Regions from separate parts of the Sus scrofa genome. Here region 1 is linked to region 2. A link is a contact called in public Hi-C data. All regions are on one chromosome and are shown on one strand. The core of a region is the stretch at or near the end of the contact, and the rest is flanking DNA. Distances in the headings are between cores, read along the strand shown. Region 1 holds the start of RFLNB (refilin-B). Region 2 overlaps VPS53 (vacuolar protein sorting-associated protein 53 homolog).

Region 1 (4,363 bases), core at 1,068-3,567, 130 kb after region 2:
ATGCTTCCTGGGTCCAGCTTGATGGCCACAATGCCTGTGTAAAGTCCTGGGCTTGGTGACCCCAGTGCCAAGGAGGAAGGGGATGCCTCAAAGGTGTCCCCTTGACCCGCCTGGACCCTCCAAATGTGGCAACCTCGTTCTCCCTTGTCTTCTTTGGCCACTCTGATGTCTCCATGGATCTTTGTCAGAATGTGAATAATCGAACCCCTCAGAGCTCCCCTCAGAAGGTGGCTCTGCAGGCCTCCTCCTGGACTCCAGGAGGAGATCCCTCCAAGGCAATTGAAACTGCTCCAAGCCTGGATGGAGCCAGCGCTGCACTGCCTAGCCGCTGGCCTTCCTCAGTCCTATCCTCCTCCTCCTGATGTCCTTGAAGGCCACCAGTGACTTGGAGCAACTGCAGTCTATCTTCCTGGACACCTTTTGCCTCTGGTCAGGCTTAGGGAAGAGTTCCTGGGATCTTGGGTGGGCGCCGAGTCCTCCCACTGCCAGCAGACCACCTTTCCACAGGAAGTTCTTAGATCCCTCCTGTGATGCCCCAGATTGGGGTGGGGAGCCTGGGGTGTGCATTTGGTGAGGCCACCAGGGGTAGGGAAGTGTGGCTGCATAGTTGGTTCAGTGTCTAAGACCCACTGATTACAGGACATCCTTGCACGACCCTCCGATCCAGGACTGTGCAGCCTTGATTTCGAATCCTATTCCCACAGCACACAGGCACGTACCAGGTTTTATTGGCCACGAAAGCGATGGCCCTGGGCTTCCTGTTACAGCAAGCTGCCTTGTAGCAGCTGTGTGACTTGGGGCAAGTTGAGTTCCTTCTCTGTTTTTTTCTTTTTGTCTTTTTGCCTTTTCCAGGGCTGCTCCCGTGGCATATGGAGGTTCCCAGGCTAGGGGTCTAATTGGAGCTGTAGCCGCCGGCCTACGCCACAGCCACAGTAATGCAGGATCAGAGCCGTGTCTGCAACCTACACCACAGCTCATGGCAACGCCGGATCCTTAACCCACTGAGCGAGGCAGGGATCGAACCCGCAACCTTACGGTTCCTAGTTGGATTCGTCAACCACTGCGCCATGACGGGAACTCCCCTTCTCTGTTTCTTTACCTGCAAGCAAAGAGTGAGGAGGGTAGGGGGCTGAGCTTCGACAGCAGATATCAAACATTCACTTGCTCTAAATTCGGACTTCATCGGGTCCCAAGCAGGACAAGCATCCTTTGTTTTTTGCAAGGACACAGACTGGGCTATCATGGTGGGGACTGCGCAGGGCTCACCTCTCATCTGGCCAGGGACGTCCCCAGCCCTGGGCATTTCTCCTCTCCAGAGTTGGCACCTGCCAGCTAGGTCAGGCACAGCTCCAGCTTGAGGCTTAGCTGAAGGGCCATTAGAAACCCCCACCAGGGTAGGGTGGCTAGTGGCGGGGTGGGGACTTCCTATACTTACTGATAATCAGGGCGGTATGTGTAAGAAACATTTTTCTAGGTTTTTTTTTTTTTTTTTTTTTTTGAGAACAGCCCGGTTCTACTACTGCATGAATTCCCACTCAAATAGGGCTGCTCTGTCAATCTAAGGAGGAAGGGAGCAGCCCCCCCCCCCCCCCCCCGTCTGAAAAGCTGTGACCGCCCCCCACCAGGGAGCCCCTGGTGGCCCTTCAGAGAGCGGGTGAGCAGCCTGCTGAGCCTGCGCATCTGGTTCCAAGTCCAGTCTGCGCCCACACAGAATTTCCCTGCCCAGTGTGGCCATGGCCTGTTCAGCTACGCACCCAGGCCAGGAAGTGATGTGCGCCCCCCTCTCCCCTGGGAGCTCCCTGAGGATAAACGGAGTAGGCGCTCTTTTCCTCCGGGGCAGAAATGAGAGCCAGAAACCGACTGAGAGGCCGGCTGGCTGAGCCAAGAGGCGGCTGGAACCAAACGAGACTCATTAACTATTAATAATTTCCAGTTGTTTGCTCTCTGGGTTCGGCCGGCCCCCCGGGCCTCTGCGGGCCGGGGCTCTCCTCTGGCTGCCCCCCGACGCCAGGGCTCGGGGTGTTAGCGCCCGCTGGGCCGGGGTAGGGGGGACAAGGCGTCCTCGAGGCCCAGTGTGAGCGGGGCCGCGTGTCCGCTTGCGGCGGGGCTGTGGGCTGGGCAGAGCAAGGGTTCGGCCCGGGGACCCCCTCGCCGGGGATCCGCCGCTCCGGGCAGGCTGAGCTGCTGGCGGCGCACAGCGGGAGCGCAGCGGCCCCTGGCGCCGGCCTGGGGGCTCTGCCACTGCGGGCGGGCGGGTCGGACCCGCGGGCGGCCGGGGCGGGGCCGGGGGCGGGGCCAGGAGCCCCGCGGGCTGCAGACCCGGACGGCGCGCGGGCTGCGGGCTGCGGGCAGCGGGCAGGGAGGGCGGCCGGCGGGCAGCGGCCCCGGCCCCGCCGCGCGCACCGCCATGGTGGGCCGGCTGAGTCTGCAGGATGTGCCGGAGCTCGTGGACACGAAGAAGAAGGGCGACGGCGTCCTGGACAGTCCGGACTCGGGGCTGCCCCCCAGCCCCAGCCCCAGCCACTGGGCGCTCGCGGCGGCGGGGGGCGGCGGCGGCGCCGGGGGGGAGCGCGCGCCCGCCCCCGGGGCGCTGGAGCCCGACGCGGCGACAACCCCCGCGGCCCCGGTGAGTGGCCCCGCCTGGGCCCCTTCCTCCGATCCTTTCCATTCCCCGGCGCCCGGGCCCCGGAGACCCCCTGGCCGTCCTGTCGGCCCGCCCGGGACGCGCTGTCGGCGCCGCCACCCGCCGTCGGGACGGCATGGCCAGCGCCGGGAGCCCGGGGAGGGAGCGCGGCGAGAGCCTGGCCAGCTGGAGCCGGTGGCTGGAAAATTGTCATCGCCTGGGAGGCGCGGGAGCCCCGAGAGACTCAAGCCGCTGCCTCTCCCTTCGGGGTGGTGGCCTCCGGGGCTGCCAGGCTGCGGCTGGGCCGCATTACTGATTTGGCGGGGCTGGAGGGGTCCTGGGACCCAGAGAGAGAACTCCAGGCACCCCCGGCCTTTGACCCCGCCCTGGTGGCTCCAGCGGGCCTGCCCCCTCCTGGCCCGTCTCGGGAAGGGGGTGTGCTCGGCCTCCCCGATTCGGAGAGCGAAGGGAGCCTGCCTTGGGAAACTTTCAGTGGTCTTGGAGAGGCCCCTCTTGTCCTGTCACCTAACCCTTGTCTGGCACATGATGGGTGGGAGGCCTTTAGGTGGGTGGAAACGTTAAAAAATGAATCCTTTTATTTTAAAATTGTTATTTAAAGAAAAAAACAAACACAGGTCCCTTTTACCTTCGGAATTGCTCAGGTGGCGTTGTTTATTGCTTTTGCCTGGTGCTCAGAGGAGGCCACATCCTGCCTACAGTCAAGCTCAAAGTGGGGCTCGGAGCCTGCCCCCTCCCCCTCGAGGAGGGGTATTTACAGCCCGCTCCCCTGGAGGAAGGAGTCAGTGGAGCTGCCGCTCCTTAGGGACTCACCTACTTTGATGGTGTGTGGAATTCTTGACCACTGATCCTGTCTCTAGGGGGACAGCAGTGCCTTCTCTCATGTCCATTAGAAGGCAGCACTTGCTTCACCTTGGCCTTCAGAGCCTTGGCCCTCTGGCCCTTTCTAGCCTCATCTTCCACATCCGCTGACCACAGGCAGATACACGCTCGGGGGGCCTCTGCTGCTGCTCCCACCACCTGGCCGTGCCTTTCCCCTCCCAGGCCACCCCCTTCTCCCTCTCCCAACACCCAGCTGGCTTTTTCACCTGTCCACCCCCTGCTGGCCTTTCAGTGGCAGACCTGTCACCTTCTCTGGGAAGTCTTCTTCCTCGATGCTGCCCAGAGCCAGGCCAGAGGCCATGGCTTCGCCCCTTGCCCTGGTGACACCTTGTTGTGTCCGTGGTCACTCCTGCTGCCTGCCCCACCCCCAGCCCGCACTGGAGGAAGGTCTCTGCTCAGGGGGTGTCTATTGGGTGGGCAGCGGTGAGAGAGGAGAGAAGCCAGGGGCAAAAGAAGCCACACAGAATGCCTGTGTGGATAGCTGGCAGGCTGTTCTGTGAGTGCTGGGAGTCACCCACCTCCTCTTGGTGGCCGTGTCATCCTGCAGCCCCCAGGGCTGCCAGGAAGATGCCCGTCCACCCCAGGTTAGGGGAGGGGTGTGGCAGCCAGAGAGCTGGGAGCAGAGCAGGGCCCACTGTCACTGCTATAGTTTTTCTAAAGCTCTGCTGCAGCCGTGCCCACACCTTTCCCTCTCCCCCCACTGCCCTGAGTTCAAGCCCAGTGGGGACTTGCTCCCCTTTCCCCTCGAGGGTGCTGAGGTTGGTACCCTGAGGACCCCTGCCTCTCTCTCTCTGATCTACCTGGTCCCTTCTGGCTTTTGCATGTCCACCCTGTGGCCCC
Region 2 (4,485 bases), core at 445-2,944:
TTTTTTTGTCTTTTTAGGGCCACACCCTTGGCACATGGAGGTTCCCAGGCTAGGTGTCAAATCAGAGCTACAACTGCTGGTCTACACCACAGCTCATGGCAACGCCGGATCCTTAACCCACTGAGCGTGGCCAGAGATCAGACCTGCATCCTCATGGGTACTAGTCAGTTTCGTTTTCTCTGTGTCATGATGAGAACTCCTATAATAACTTTAAATGGAGTGTAATCTATAAAATTTCTGAATCACCTATACTATATCATACATGCGAAACTAATATAATACTGTAAATCACCTAAACTTCAATTAAAAAAAAATTTTTAAAGAATCTATAACTTTTCAAATTTTGATGTAGTTTCAAAAAGGATTATCAGTAAGTACATAAAAAGGATGTTAAAATATTTCTTTTTAACTCCCAGTCTGGGAGTTCCCATTCCAGGAGGATGCAGATTCGATCCCTGGCCTCGCTTAGTGGGTCAAGGATCCGGCATTGCTCTGAGCTGTGGTGTAGGTCACAGATGTGGCTCAGATCCTGCATTGCTGTGGCTGTTGTGTAGGCCGGCAGCTGCAGCTCCAATTCAACCCCTAGCCTGGGAACTTCCATAACTACCAATCTGTGTGAGGCCAGATTTCCATCATATTTTTCAACTGAAACAACATTATCATAACAGATTCAATACAGAATCTCCCTAGTTGAGGGAGATATAGTTATTTTTCATAAAAATATGTGGTTTATGCTCACATGTAATGGACTTACATGTTACTTTAACATAAGTTAAGAGATAAATTTTTTTTAAACATTTCAGTTTCATTTTCCAATATGGTATGTGTCAATAGCTATAACCCTCACAAATAATATCTCTTGGGGGCCCTCAGTAATTTCCAAGAGTATGAAGGGACCCTAAGATAAAAAACTTTAGAAGTGCTCTTTCTGACTAACATTTCGGTGTCCACTAAGTAGACATGCAGGCAGTTTGGGGTTTTTTTGTTTGTTTGATTGCTTTTTTGTCTTTTTGCCTTTTCTAAGGCCGCTCCCATGGCATATGGAGGTTCCCAGGCTAGGGGTCGAATTGGAGCTGTAGCTACCGGCCTACACCAGAGCCACAGCAACTCGTGATCCAAGCCACATCTGCGACCTATACCACAGCTCACGGCAACGCCAGATCCTTAACTCACTGAGCAAGGCCAAGGATCGAACCCATAACCTCATGGTTCCTAGTCGGATTCGTTAACCACTGAGCCATGACTGGAACTCTGCAATTTGGCTTTGATTTGAGTGACAGCGACTCTAATCACTCTATTTGTTCATTCATTTGCTGTCAGTGCTTTCTCCCTGCTGGGTTGTGTTCTAGGCCTGGGGAGCCTGCAGCAAACAAAACAAACACCTGTGTCTTCTAGAGCTGACACCAAGTGTGACGGCCTTTTGTTTCCAGTTTCTCTATTGAGGACTTACCTTCATGACATTGGTTCACTGGTAAGCCTAATCGCTGGAAAAGAGATGTTAAATTTTGTCACATGCGTTCCATCTTTTTCTTCCCTTTTTTATGGCCATACCTGCGCCATATGTAAGTTCCCAGGCCAGGGATTGAATCTGAGCCTCAGCTGTGACTTCATGCCACAGCTATAGCAATGCCAGATACCTTAACCCACTGTGCCAGGTCAGGGATCAAACCCATGCCTCTGCAGTGACCCCTGCTGCTGCAGTCGGGTTCTTAACCCACTGTGCCACGGTGGGAACTGCCTTTCTATCTTCTGATGTGAGCATATGGTTTTTCCATTTTGATAATTACCTTAGTTTTGTTTTGAGTATTTAATCCCTCCCCCCCATTAAATACCTGCTGGGTCATGGTATATTGTCCTTTTAATGTATTGTTGAATTTTATTGTATGTTTATCTGGGACTTTCATTCCTTTTTCACAACTGAATAATATTTCTGTGTGTGTGTGTGTGTGTCCCATATTTTCTGTATCTGTTCATGTGTTCATGGACATGTGAACAGTGCTGTGATGGACACTGACATACAAATATCCGTTTGAGTCCCGGCTTTCACTTCCTTTCAGTGCATACCTAGATATGGGATTGTTGGATTGTATGGTAATTTTTAGTCATTTCAGTATTTACTCTCTTTGGAAACATTTTTTTCCGTATTGTTCAGAACTCTAATGTATTTTTCCTGTAGACAAGCCATGTTCCTGTTTTGTCTTCATTTAATCCATGCAGATGATATGTTTCAGATTAGCAGTAGTCTTGAGCTATAGTCTTAAGTTTTTGTGTTTTAGTACCTAATAATGATGATGCTGCCTCTCAAAACAAAAAACAGAAAACAAGGAAACTACGTGGTGATTTCTTTCAGTAGCACGTCCAGAAGTTGGCCTATTGGACTGTTTCCTTCCTGACCTTAGGAACACACCAGGTCCCATTTGTGTGCAACGAGGTTATTGAAAATGGTTTTAGGAAAATAGTGTTGCCAGGAAGGAACACTGAAGTTTATTATTCTTCCGCGCTCTCCCCGTATAAATTGGCATTCTCGAGGAGCCAAGAAAGAAGGTCAGGCATAACTTGTGCCATCTGCTCGTTTCCATGCTGAGGGCAGGCACAGGTTTAAACTAGAGTCTCTGGGTCTACAGAGGAAAATGCCCTTCATCACTACTGTAACTGCTCTGGCATTACCCACGTTACTCCTGCTCTCGACTGCCAGTCGTTCGTGATGGAAGGAAAATTCCATCCTTAGTCGGAGCTTGCACATGAGAAGAATGGCAGTGGTAGCTGCCGGGCACCACACGGCGGAGCGTTCTGGGTCTTAGATCCCTGACATGAAAAGTCATTCAAGTGTGTTTGGACAATGGATGGGAATTTGAAACTCTGTCTTTGTGTAAGAACTTGACCTCCTTTTTCCTTTCCTTCTTTCATCGATGGAAATGCACAATTTAGAGCAGCATGAATTCAGTGCGGTGGTGGTTCTGTCAACATTTCCATTCATAAATCCCTATTTTCAGGACTCTGTAATGTAGCTATAAAGTTTCCCTCATTCTAATTTGGACTCTGAGGTCTCCTCTGGAAGATTAGTCTTGCCAAACCCGAGATAATGCCTTTTGAGTCTGTTTGGGTTTGGTGTGCTGTAGGCGTCTAGACCAAAGCTCTGACACGTACAAGACACCTATCGTCATTCCTGTAGCATTGGATCACACGCCAGGATTTCTGGTTTTTACTCCCATGTTACACTGTGGACTCTCTGAACGGATGCTGTGTGTTTACAAAGTATGTGGTACCTAGAATTTGCACATTGGGCAAACGGCACAGAGCTGCTGTCATAGTGGCCACCAGCTAGAAGCAGGACGAGCCTTCTAGAGATATACTCCTTAGTGACGGGTACATTTGATGGCCCAGATATTGTCTTTCATAAAACAGAAGAGATGAAAGGAGGGCTTTCTCCCCCCGTCTCCGACCTGGTGACTCCCCCTTGTCTTCTTGTCATACTTCTGACCTTTTCTTATTCTCAGTCACACGAGAACAGCAGGGACAAATGGCCCACGGTTATCCGTACAATAATATCACTCATGCTAGGCCAAGTGCCACACTTGCTTTTTCATCGAATACTTGGAGAGTCTGATCCTTGGAGAGTTGGGTTTCTAGGTGAGCATCTTATGGTCTAGTTCCAGCTCTCTTGTCAGCCGTGTAGTTATCCAGAGCTCTAGAAAGATGAATGAACTTCTGGGAGAGTAATGTGTCTTTCTTGATGGATTCACTATAAGCAGGGGCACGTTTTGAGTCACTTAGTCAGAAGGTACGTTTTGAGTCGTTTATCTTGATCTGTAATGCTAATGTTTTGTTACAGTATAAACATGTTTATCTTATATTTTGCAAAAGGTTGTTGCATCGATTACTTCATTCTCGCAAAGATGTTAATTAGGCCATACAGATACTATTCTCTCCATTTGACAGATGTAGGAACAGGCTCAGAATGCCCAAAATCACACTCAATGAGTTAATCATGGGTCCAAATTTTCCAATCTGGCCATACCTGGGTACTCCACATTCCCGTTTTAAATAGTGACAAACTTTTGGAGTTCCTGTCGTGGCGCAGTAGAAAAAAATCCCACTAGGAACCATGAGGTTGCAGGTTCTATCCCTGGCCTCACTCAGTGGGTTAAGGAACGGGTGTTGCTGTGAGCTGTGGTGTAGATCGCAGTTGCGGCTTGGACCTGGCGTTACTGTGGCTGTGGTATAGGCTGGCAGCTGCAGCTCCGATTCGACCCCTAGCCTGGGAACCTCCATATGCTGCTGATGCGGCCCTAAAAAGACAAAAGACAAAATAAATAAATAAATACATAAATAGTGACAAAGTTTTGGAGTTCCCGTCGTGGCGCAGTGGAAACAATCCCATTAGGAACGATCCCTGGCCTCGCTCAGTGGGATCTAGTGTTCCCGTGAGCTGTGGTGTGGGTCGCAGATGTGGCTCAGATCCTGCATTGCTGTGGCGGTGGTGTA

Evidence for each region. A called contact is a pair of places that touch in the nucleus more often than the background predicts.
Region 1: a contact with region 2 is called in a Hi-C map of retroperitoneal adipose tissue, with 2.5 times the contacts expected there. The contact joins the promoter of RFLNB here to the enhancer-like site in region 2. A contact is called at or near these places in 2 of 5 promoter capture datasets (fetal skeletal muscle and liver), 14 of 47 Hi-C or Micro-C datasets (adipose tissue, embryonic fibroblasts, fetal heart ventricle and 8 more) and 1 of 2 datasets of contacts at active chromatin or transcription factors (skeletal muscle).

The regions. Positions count from the first base shown.
Region 1 is chr12:47,305,340-47,309,702 of Sscrofa11.1, forward strand. RFLNB (refilin-B) reads left to right here and starts at 2,318. Exons shown (of 3, transcript XM_003131818.4): 1 at 2,318-2,626. The coding sequence starts at 2,408.
Region 2 is chr12:47,171,012-47,175,496 of Sscrofa11.1, forward strand. The region is part of intron 4 of VPS53 (vacuolar protein sorting-associated protein 53 homolog); the gene reads left to right. Among named protein-coding and RNA genes, the nearest start is that of VPS53, 32 kb to the left of the region's middle. Within about 2 kb of position 1,695, at least 1 of the 83 cell types and tissues checked has an H3K27ac peak or open chromatin away from gene starts, as enhancers often do. A contact at or near this core is called in retroperitoneal adipose tissue, where this site is marked.